Linked DNA regions of Bombyx mori: region 1 is linked to region 2. The links are chromatin contacts, called in public Hi-C maps. All regions are on one chromosome and are shown on one strand. The core of a region is the stretch at or near the end of the contact, and the rest is flanking DNA. Distances in the headings are between cores, read along the strand shown. Region 1 holds the start of LOC101744937 (rho GTPase-activating protein conundrum). Region 2 overlaps LOC101744937 (rho GTPase-activating protein conundrum).

What was found. Hi-C and Micro-C count contacts between places; a contact is called where the count stands out from the background.
Region 1: a contact with region 2 is called in a Hi-C map of middle silk gland, with 2.1 times the contacts expected there. The contact joins the promoter of LOC101744937 here to the enhancer-like site in region 2. A contact is called at or near these places in 4 of 7 Hi-C or Micro-C datasets (middle silk gland, midgut and whole pupa).

The regions. Positions count from the first base shown.
Region 1 is chr5:1,728,567-1,734,219 of ASM3026992v2, reverse strand. LOC101744937 (rho GTPase-activating protein conundrum) reads left to right here and starts at 2,579. Exons shown (of 13, transcript XM_012690418.4): 1 at 2,579-2,704. The coding sequence starts at 2,675. LOC110385201 reads left to right here and starts at 2,682. Exons shown (of 5, transcript XM_062668532.1): 1 at 2,682-2,852. It overlaps LOC101741911 (a long non-coding RNA gene), which reads right to left and starts at 2,647. Exons shown (of 2, transcript XR_209754.4): 1 at 2,506-2,647; 2 at 2,082-2,389.
Region 2 is chr5:1,606,147-1,611,413 of ASM3026992v2, reverse strand. It overlaps LOC101744937 (rho GTPase-activating protein conundrum), which reads left to right. Exons shown (of 13, transcript XM_012690418.4): 11 at 807-984; 12 at 2,246-2,429; 13 at 2,604-4,384. The coding sequence ends at 2,778. It overlaps LOC101742253 (nucleoporin Nup43), which reads right to left. Exons shown (of 4, transcript XM_004926202.5): 4 at 4,376-5,111. The coding sequence ends at 4,596. Among protein-coding and RNA genes, the nearest start is that of LOC101742253, 5.2 kb to the right of the region's middle. Within about 2 kb of position 2,308, at least 4 of the 8 cell types and tissues checked have open chromatin away from gene starts, as enhancers often do.

The DNA.
Region 1 (5,653 bases), core at 1,330-3,829, 120 kb before region 2:
TATACATGCGTTAAGATGATTTACGGGTTTTCATATTTTAATTAAATCCAATTCTGATTTTGAAAGTCAGAGCTCCTAGGGAGTATTAAAATCAGGATAATGGTCATGAAATTGTAAGATCAAATTACGACCTGGAAAAAGATTATACCAAGCTTTACTTATAGTCAGACGTAGATTAGAAAAAACTAAAAAATAAAAATAAAGCCTGGCGAATTTTGCTAACCCTGGCCGTAGCAAGGGCGATGCTTCGATGAAGCTACCAACGGATCGGAATCGTGACCCACTGAGAAGATCCGATGGGAAATTCCGTGGGCTGGACACGATCCTTTTCTGTCTTTTATGGTAAGTTACACGTCCATAAAAATGTCAAGAATAATAATTAAACACCCAACAATAGTATCTATATTAGAAAATCGTTAATCGTTTATTGGCGTCCATGCGTTCCAATACAATTTTTTTCCCACCTTTGCTGATAGCCTTGAGAGGCTATTTCAGCTTCGCCCTAACATGTAGGTGAGCTCACGGGGCTCAAACCGGAGTGTTGCTAACACTGGCCCTAGCAAGAGCAGTGCTTCGCAGAATCTACCACCGGATCGGAAACGCGACCCACTGAGAAGATCCGGCAAAAACTCAGTGGGCTGTATCTATGGGTTAATTCGCTCGTCGAGCCCTTCGTCGTCCAATACAAAAATGTTAAGCTTGTTTATCATAGTGTAATATTCAAGTCGAGTTCGTCGGTTACATGCAATCGCGTCCGAATCCGGCTCCATCATTAATATTTGTAATTCATCGAGTGTCCACAGGGATTAGAATACCACTTTAAGACTTGCACTAAAACTGTGTCAATTGAGCAGCATTGTAATACATCCTTTGCACTAGACTTTCCTATGAGGCTTGGTGAATAAAATTAAATATTTAAAGTCGTCGTGGCTTAAATAGTAAAACGCCTGATGTTATCGAAAGACGCGGTTATATCTTGGTTCATCATCGCTAAACTCAAGTGGTTGCCAATTCACCTTCGCCGTAATACTTCTTTATTTACTATATTTTAGTCTCAGAATACAGTGTAATCTGTATTCTGAGATTTTAGTGTGCAATAACGTATGTTCTCTCTCTCTTAGACTTAGAACTCGGGTCTAAGGTGGGTGGCCGCATTAACGTGTTTGATGTCTATGGGCTCCGTGACAATTTAACACTAGGTGGGCACGTCCATCCATCGTAGCAATAATAAAAAAACAACAGAAACTAGAAATGATATACCAATCAACGATTAGTAGGCATCATTTTGTATATCATTGGTATATCAACGAATACAATTTGAACGAAGATTTCTATGTTACTAATACATTCAACTGTTCCGCTTATGTATTCCCATAATTCCGTTATTTATTTATTTATTTATTCGAAACTGTATACCAACATTAATAAGCGATCTTTGCGTAATGTTGGTACCGAGATCCTTAAGGCGGCTCGCTTTGAGATAAAATCAAAGCATAGCGGTAACCGGCTGAAGTTGTTAGCGGTTACATTGATTAACTGGTATTTCTCAGTAATTGAACGATCTTGTTAAGCTGTTTTCGAGCCATGTTACGATAAACAATATGGTTTTATTAATAGTCAAATAAATGTGATTATAACAATAATTTTCACGGATCTCTCATCATGGGGTTTTGGAACACACGTAATGATCGGGTATTCATAAAAAGTGAAAATCGCGGTAAGAACTTATATACATATAGTGTATAAAGTGTAGTGTATAGATTAAGATTCAACGATTCTTTATAAGTATAATAATTATCTCAGCAGGCAGCAGCGTCAGCACACTCATCGAAGGTTATGATTTTCATCGAAATGCAAGTTAACCCACAGACAGTCCAGACACTGAGTTTCTCTCCGAATTCTCTCAGTGGATCGTGGTTCTGATTTGGGGTAGATTCAGCGAAGCGCTGCTCTTCTTACTAGGGCTGATGTTATCATAGTGTCAGGCTGAGACCCGTAAGCTCGCCTACATACCCGATGAAGTCAGGATATCCCCTCGAGGCTATTAGGCAGTGGGTAGGAAAAAAGAAAAAATTCTGCCATACTTGTTTGTTGGTTTATTTATTTTTTGTAAAATGGAAACAGAGAAAGCTTTATTGTACACCAAAACACAATTAACATTCAAAATCAGTCAACAGGCAGGTACCTATAATTGTACAATGGGCGTTCTTATAGCTAAAAGCGATCTCTTTCGTTTTATCCACAAAAATTCTGAAAACTGAGTATTGGCTAAATTGAATGGAACGTAATTTTATAACAAATACAATGCTTTTTCATTATTACAATAATATGTGTAATTACGATAAACTTGAATCTAATTGACTTGATTGCATAGGGCGTCGACCTGAAACTTAAAATAAAAACGAACAAGTTGCAAAATAAAATACAAGAATACGTGTATTTTAAAAGTATCACCTTATTTTGCTTATAAAAATAACATTGTAAATAATACAAGTAGGTACTTACTTGGTTCACACTGCGCCATCTCGAATACATTATCTTCTTTATCAATGGAGGTACGTTTCATCTCGAATGTTTATCTGTTTTTATTTAGTTTATTGTTTGTGTCAGTTGGAAAATTGTCACTTTTAAATAATATAGTTGTGCGATTTGTTGTTTTTGTTGTGTTTTTCAAATGTTGCAGTGTGAAATCGATTCTTATAAGGTATCAATCAAATAACGTATTTTGAATGTTGTTTTTGTTTGTCTTTTTGAAAGTTGTGACTTATGTGTGTGGTCTGACTTTTAAAATAGAGGGCCTTCTTCTATCATATAATAGACAGGGCAACGATTACAGAAAACGAAGAAAGAAGGTAACGTAGTGCTGCCTATTTCTAACTGCATAGCACCACAATCCATGCAATTTACAGATTTACACTTGCATGTCAAGCCTCAGATTTATTTATGTATTCTGTTTTCTCTTTTATTTTGATGACATTGAAGCTTGTCAATGTCAAATAGATATCCTAGACATCAGAAGAGGAAATGGTGTTCAACTGATATTTGTTTTTATCATAGATTTTTTTTATGTCACTAGACTAAATCTAATGGCCTATAGTGACATATTATTGGAATTATAAAGCGAGTAATGGCTAAGCCTTTATTCGAGGATTTTTAATTATGCCTAATAATTTATCTTATTGATATTTTGTACTTGAGACGTTAATATTATGTCGACGCTAGTAGACAGCGGCACTGAAGCTTCAGTTGACCATGGGCTTCGGTGACCGTTTAAAAGCAGGTGACTCGTGTCTTCGCGTCTCTCATTCGGGAACAATAAAAGAGGTTAACGATAAAGGTAGAAGTTTAGTGACTTATCCCTACTCGCAGCTTTCAACAGGCAAAAACTTACATGCATACACCCAATGTTGTTTGTGGACATCCTTAAAGGTCAAAGGTATTTTACATAACAAGCATTAGAGGACAATAATATATGTTTTATGGTAAATCTGCTATTGACATGAATAACAGAACGTGTAAATAATCTCAGTTCACTATTTTAACTTGAAAACCGGTTTCGTCAGATTTATGGCGTGTCTTTCATCTTTGCAATAATTTAACATCCATTTGTATTTGAATTATAACGTTACTAGGGACCCGCCCTCGCTTCGCTTCGGAAAATCTAATTTATTATTGATTTCTCCACTATTTAATGGATGTTATTATACATATAAACCTTCATCTTCAATCACTCTATCTATTAAAAAAAAACCGCATTAAATCCTGTTGCGTAGTTTTAAAGATTTAAGCATACATAGGGATATAGGGACAGAGAAAACGACTTTAATCTTCAATTTTAAATAATTATCCGCTATAAACTATGCTGATATAGAAACTTCATTGGATTTTTTGGAAATTCGAGGAGTTTCACGTCTTTATTCCACTTGTGCACTTTCTTACTCACACATTATATGGTAAACATTCGCAATTACAACGAAATCTAAAGAAACACTTGTAATCGATAATTATGGTCAATCTCACTTCAGATATTCCATTCGATATGTTATTTTTGTTCTTTATTTCTTGTCTCGAAATCCCTAATACCAGGGTTGTGAGTTTTTCAGTTCATCTCTATTTACCAAACATGGTTAGTGGTAACTGTTCACCAACAGGCTATTGTCAGCTCGCCACAATATTATCTTAATCTTAATCAATATAATATTATCACAATATTATATATAGTATTATCGATCACAATTACAAAATACACAAATCGAAACTTGCTCTTGGCAACTCTAGTAGTGACGCATCTCTAATATAGAAGATGCGTGTCTATGCATTATTATAGTCTATGGTCCGTGTCCTAGTAAGGTAAACACGTGTGGTCTCCTACAAGGTTGGGTCCTATAATAATATACAATGAGCAATGGAATTTTGTTTGTTTTGGTCTCAATTTACCCACCTGTTTATTCATAATTTGTTTATTCACAATGAACTTTGTTGTTGTAATTAACTTAGTTTTTATTTAATTTCATATAGCGTGTAAACGATTCTTTAGGTTATTCTATGTAAATTAAAAAAATTGTACCTTTTGAAGACTCACCCCTAGTAAAAATTATTTAAATTTGATTATTTATTGGTGTCGTCACGTGGTGGAGTCAAGCAAGAGGTCATTTTTACTTTAAGCCAAAATTGTTTTTTTTTAATCGAATAATTTGGCGGACAACCACAGACAATCATAGACAGGCCAAGACCTTCGTTCTTAAAACAAAAAATAAATTGAACAGTATTGCATCAACACAATTGTTAGAAGTTAAAATGTGATGCTCTGATTAAAATGAAAAATGGTATATTACTGCACTGTATATTTCTCGTTTGAGTGTGGAGATGGTTTATTTTTTTTATTCTTGTGAAACTGTTCTGATTCTTAGTTTCTTACGTATACTTCCTCTTTTAATTCTGATTAACTCGTACGTGGCGTACGTGAACTGTGTGTTCATGAATGTTCACAGTTGGCTGCCGGAACAATGTATTTACATAATTTGAACATTAACGCGTCGCCAAAAAAGATAATGAATTTTTTTGTTTGATATTTTTTAATCGTAAAATACAGCTTTATTTCTAAGAATATTGCAGCAAAGGACGGTGTTTAGGTGAGCAAGAGCATCAAGTGCGTTCGAGTTGATTGTCAGTCTGTTCGTGAAAATTTATTAAAATATTGATCAATATACGCCGCATATAGAAATATGCGTATTGTTATGGAATTATAAAATTAAAATAATATAAATTAGGATAAAAATTGAAAGCGTATATTTTTAACGTGTCACGCATTGCTGAGTTTACGCGGTAAAAAAAAACCACAGACTATTCAGGCGCCTGAACACGTATTGACTAAGTAAAGGCCAATAGCAAAATTAAAAATTAAATTATCATGACTATTATTACTTACTACAGTAATCTTATTATTATTATGAGGTACTCGTTTCAACTAATTTTGTCGAAAAAGGGTAATACAACAAAAAAAAAAGTGAAAATAAATACATTTTGAAATTTTAACGGAATATATCTAGTATATATAATAATATATAACGAATAATTTTAAAGCAAATTTTTTGGTACCTTTTTTCATGCTAATCTTTATGCAATCACATCTCGACGATCATTTAATTTAGTA
Region 2 (5,267 bases), core at 1,059-3,558:
TTCGGTTTGAAGGGTGGGGCAGCCGTTGTAACGATACTGAGACCTTAGAACTTATATCTCGAGGTGTGTGGCGCATTTACGTTGCAGATGTCTATGGGTTCTAGTAACCACTTAACACCAGGTGAGCTGTGAGCTCGTCCACACATCTAGGCAATAAAAATAAAATAAAAAAATATTTAATAGTTAAGTATTGAAATGAACAAGTGGCTACACAACGTGCGATCTATGGGATTGACATCAGAGAGGCCACATGACTTTTCGTTAGCTTATGTTAATATGTTAGGCGGGGGACCCTCGAAATTCTGATACCAAAGTCTACCTTAATTGAATAAAAACATTAGTTTCCCTTCGTCTGATATAAAATGAAAATAACAATGAAATTGCCAGAACCATTCCAAATTTTAAATGATTTAGGTATGTTAGGCGGGAGACCCTGGAAATTCTGATCCGAAAATCTACCTGTATTGAATAACAAAGATTATAGTTTTTCCCTTTATAAATATAATACTAGCCGTATTCGCCCGCTTCGCTGGGCATTTAAAATTAACATTATTATTTCTCACCTCCACAAAGATACTCATCATTAACGCCCCCACAACTGGTGTAGGGAGTCCAACACTCATATAAATATTAGCCTATCCATTAAGTACATGTATTTTCTACATGGATACCATGTTTCAAGTCAATCGGATGCATGGTTCAGTAGTTATAACGGAACATCCGTAAAAACCACTGTAGATTTATATATTAGTATAGATAAATTAAAACCAATGAAATTGCCTGAACGATTCCAAAATTTGACTTAGGTATCAGAGCTGAGTCAGCTGATAGAGCGGCAGTGGTACGAGGACCGCGGCGCGGTGGAGGCGGCCGTCTCGCTCGCCAAGGGACACGACCTCGCCGCCGTCTACAAGCGGCTGCTGCGGGCGCTGCCCCAGCCCCTACTCACGCAGGAGCTCATGAGGCTCTTCTACCACACTTATGGTACGTATATTCAACACTGCTGTCTTTTTTGACGTGACAACGTCTTATAATTCGATGGAGCCGGCTGCACGCACGAAAAAACATGACTCATGCGGCGTTACCTCGCTCTGAGGCGTTCCATTAAGGCTTGAAGTGCAAGCGAGAACGCGCAACGAGCGACAAAGAGGCACAATCGGCCGCCGCGTTCGGCAGCGTTCGACATCTGTCTCTCTCCTACTTGAGTGAGCGATGCATCCGCGTGGACAGCTGCTATACAATAATACATTTACATGTTTTCGTCAAGTATCAGTTCAGTGAAAAGTGAATGTGGTGTCAATTGTTTATAGAAACGATAATTGCGATAATTGAAAAATGAAACCATTCCATCAGTATTTTCTTATGACGTTGTGCGTTCAACTATCGTCAGTAGTATTGATACCGTACCGAGAATTACCGAATTTAGACGATGTCAAGAAAAGGGATGTCCAATATGCGTGTTTGAGAATGTTGCTCAATCGATTTTTTTTTTCAAAATGATTAAAAAAAAAATAAAAAAAAAATGTGTGCGTGTACTAGTGTACACACGTAAGAAGTGAAACTTGTTTATGGCCTTATTTTTCGAAAAATGATCTACATGCAACTTTCTAGAAATTGGTTAAATAAAGTTAAATTAGATAAAGTTTAAACAAAAGGATTTTATTATCATAGACATGAATACAAAAAAGTTAAATTAGATAAAGTTTAAACAAAAGGATTTTATTATCATAGACATGAATACAAAACAGATGGCGCGTAACGGAAAAATGTGACGCGTAACCGAAAAATGTGACGGTAAATTTTTTTCCAACGCCGATAAGGAAGTTTCACTTCAAAAAAGAAAATTAATAAAAATAAAGTATAACTTCTTACGCGCGTACATAAGTACACGCACCCTTTTTTATTTTGTCTATTTAGAGTTTCTTCAGGTTCAAATGTGTAACAATGGTGATTTATTAACTGTTAGATATCTGTGAAAGTGCACAAATGTGGGAAAATAAAACAAAGTCGCTGGACGTAACTTTCCGGGATCCTCCAAAAAGTCCACTGAAAAAATCTCAGTAAATGACCACCATTTTACTGAGATTATATTTCATCCCATATTATCTCGTCTCATTTCATTTCATTTCACTGCATAATATCATTTTTCATAATATGAATATAAATTAACATAAGACATGACTTAAAGGTCTAAGTTACCAGGTCATAAAATCCCTTAAAATAAAAAAATAACCGGGTGTTACAGCGCTGAGTGGATCGACCCGCGGGCGCGCCCTCAACCTGCTGGTGCTGCTGCTGGGTCCGGAGGCACGCGCCACGCTGCGGGAGCTGCTGCGGCTCGCCAACGACATCGTCGCGCACGCGCACGCCAACAAGATGAACGAGCACAACGTCGCCATGATCATCGCGCCCACGCTCTTCCCGCCCAGGTGCGATACCAACGCTTTTATCTATATACTAGTGGTCCCGCAGTAGTCGAAATTCGACTATAATTAATTGAAATTATAAGTTTCAACATTATTAAGGTTCTGTTGTCAAAGAGTATCATACCTCTACATTCTTCAATTTGAAAATCGAATTAATTTGTCAAGTTTCCATTCCAGCCTTCTGATCAAGCAATCAGACAGCCTGGAGACGCAGCTCGCGACCGCCGCCAACAGCTGTCACGTTACGGAAGCCATGATGCGGCACTCCGAACAACTCTGGACCGTGCCGCCCTCCCTCCTCGCCGCTGCTCAGAGGAAGCCGCAAGCTCATCGCAGATTACAGCACACTTGATATACAGAACAACTAGAATTGGACTGTTATTGGGTTCATTTGGTCTTGCGAAAATGGCGTAATTTTTAAAACTGACGCACTTTGAATTATTGCTGTTAAATAGTGAAATATTTTTATGACCATTCTTTTAACTGTCAAAAATTTTTAATTTTCGTTTATAACGAGACTAGCGACCCGCCCTCGCTTCGCTTCGGAAACTGTAATTTATTATTGATTTCTCCACTATTTAATGGATGTTATTATACATATAATCCTTCCTTCCTTCTTCAATCACTCTATCTATTAAAAAAAACCGCATCAAAATCCGTTGCGTAGTTTTAAAGATTTAAGCATACATAGGGATATAGGGACAGAGAAAGCGACTTTGTTTTATACTATGTAGTGATTTACTATATTCCATTATGGTGTTCGAGATTTTGCTGTGTTTATTAATTTAATCGAAAATTAGCATGCTGTTTTAAGTTTTTTGTGAAGACTTTCGAATATTGGACAAGTCAAAAGTGATGCTTCTGGCTTGTGTGGACCAATTTAATTTTAATATTATTTTAGTAAGGTGCTCACACAAGTATTATTATAATCAATTAAGTATAATGTTAATCTAAAAGTGGCCTCTTGAAATTATGCTTTCTTGTACCTATTTATATGTTTTAAGCAAATATTCTCAGTAAGAGATTTAAGAACGTTATGTAACTCATTTTGTCGAATTTCGTCACGCATAACATTTTTCAACGCCCCAAAGGAAAGCATAATTTCGTTGATATTCGGTCATTTTGTGTGCTGTGCTTCATTTTATTTATAAACAATGTTCCGTGGTATAAGTTATCAATGTAAAAATTTCAAAAACACGACATCACACGTCACTTAATTATTTGTTAATTTTTTACGTTTAACCCTTCGATCGTTTTACGAACAACTTTTTGAGTAGATAGTGTGTATGCTATTTTATATTTTTGTTTCTTTTTAATATACACATTGCGTAAACATGTGAATGAGATGCCAAATAAACAGTTTTATATAATTTAGTTGATAACGACTAACATATTTGGAATGGGGCTGAGCCTTAAGTTACTTAGAGATTCGGTGCCATTGTTTGGTTGTTTTTGCAAAAAGTTACCGTTATAAAAATTTCAATTTGGCGGCGTTGATGCTTAACGTGTCTAGGTTTTTTTTAAATTTATGATTTCTGAAAATTTTGTTTAAAAATTTCTACTCGCTCTCACAAGATGTTATGATAATTGAGAACTTCACAAGTAGTATTTTTTATTGGTCATTCAGAATTCAAATATCAATTTAAGCAATCTAATAGAGTCAGCAGTCATACTCATAGTTGAATTTAGTTGATTACTACATCATCGTCGCCAAAATAAATGGTTGTTTCGACTTGGTGCCTTCATATGATATTATATACTCTACATCACAATGTAAATAAATTTTGTTAAGTGTGAATTGTATAACACGATATATTTTGAACGATTTATGTATAAAATTTTACCAATACTTTGACTAGGCATGCAAAGACTGACTTGGTGTATTATTGATAAAAATATATTATAATAAATATAAGTGTATTCGCCTTTGGTAATAAAATAAAGACATATTATTTGAACATTGTTTTTATTTCTTTTCTATGAAAAAACAGCGCTTGGTGATCTTTCTGTTGTTTTTTTGATTTTTCTTCAAATTGTAACCTCTTTTAAAATAAGGTAATTATCTTATAGAAAAAAGTGTCATTATGTAGAAATTCTTAAAAGTAAATTATTGTTATGAGTAGTATTAGGATTAATCATTAAAATCATTTAATCCCATAATAATGACAATCAATACTTCAAATTCTTTATCAAATATACGGCTTCATTATCTGCTCCACATAAAATCCTTCCCTTTTCACAATCTAAAGAGTTCAAAGCTTGATGAAATGATGGCATTAAAGAGTTAATCATCATTGTATTTTTATCTTGTAAAGGCATCCATACCAGCTGGTTGTCTGGTCCTTTAGTGCTTTTTGTAATTGTTTCCATGTTCCAATCCCACAGTTCACCCGAAACCGCACAAGTTAGTAATTTCTGGGGATTTTCTGGGTGGAATTGCATTTCGGTAACTCCACCTGTGTGTGCACTAAGAAGGGATGTAGGAAATGTGTTCATGCGTAAGTCCCAAATAGCAACAGATCCTGATTCGCTGCCCGCTAGTACTATATGAGGTTGTGTTGGATGATTAATGATGCATGTCGCAGCTAACTCATCTCCAGCTAGTAAGAATGATGCAGCGGGTTTGTCTACTTCAGATCGAAGGTCCCAAATTTTGATGTGGCCTCGAATGTTACCTGTTATAACCTGTAAAAATACTTTTTTTTATTGTTTCTTATAAATATATACCTTGTGGTAAAGCCAGCTCTTGTTTATAGTTTCTTATAATAATAATGAACATTTTATTTTCTTTGATAAAAATGATTTTTTTGTACTCGCTGTTCTATTGACTATTTGTAAGTA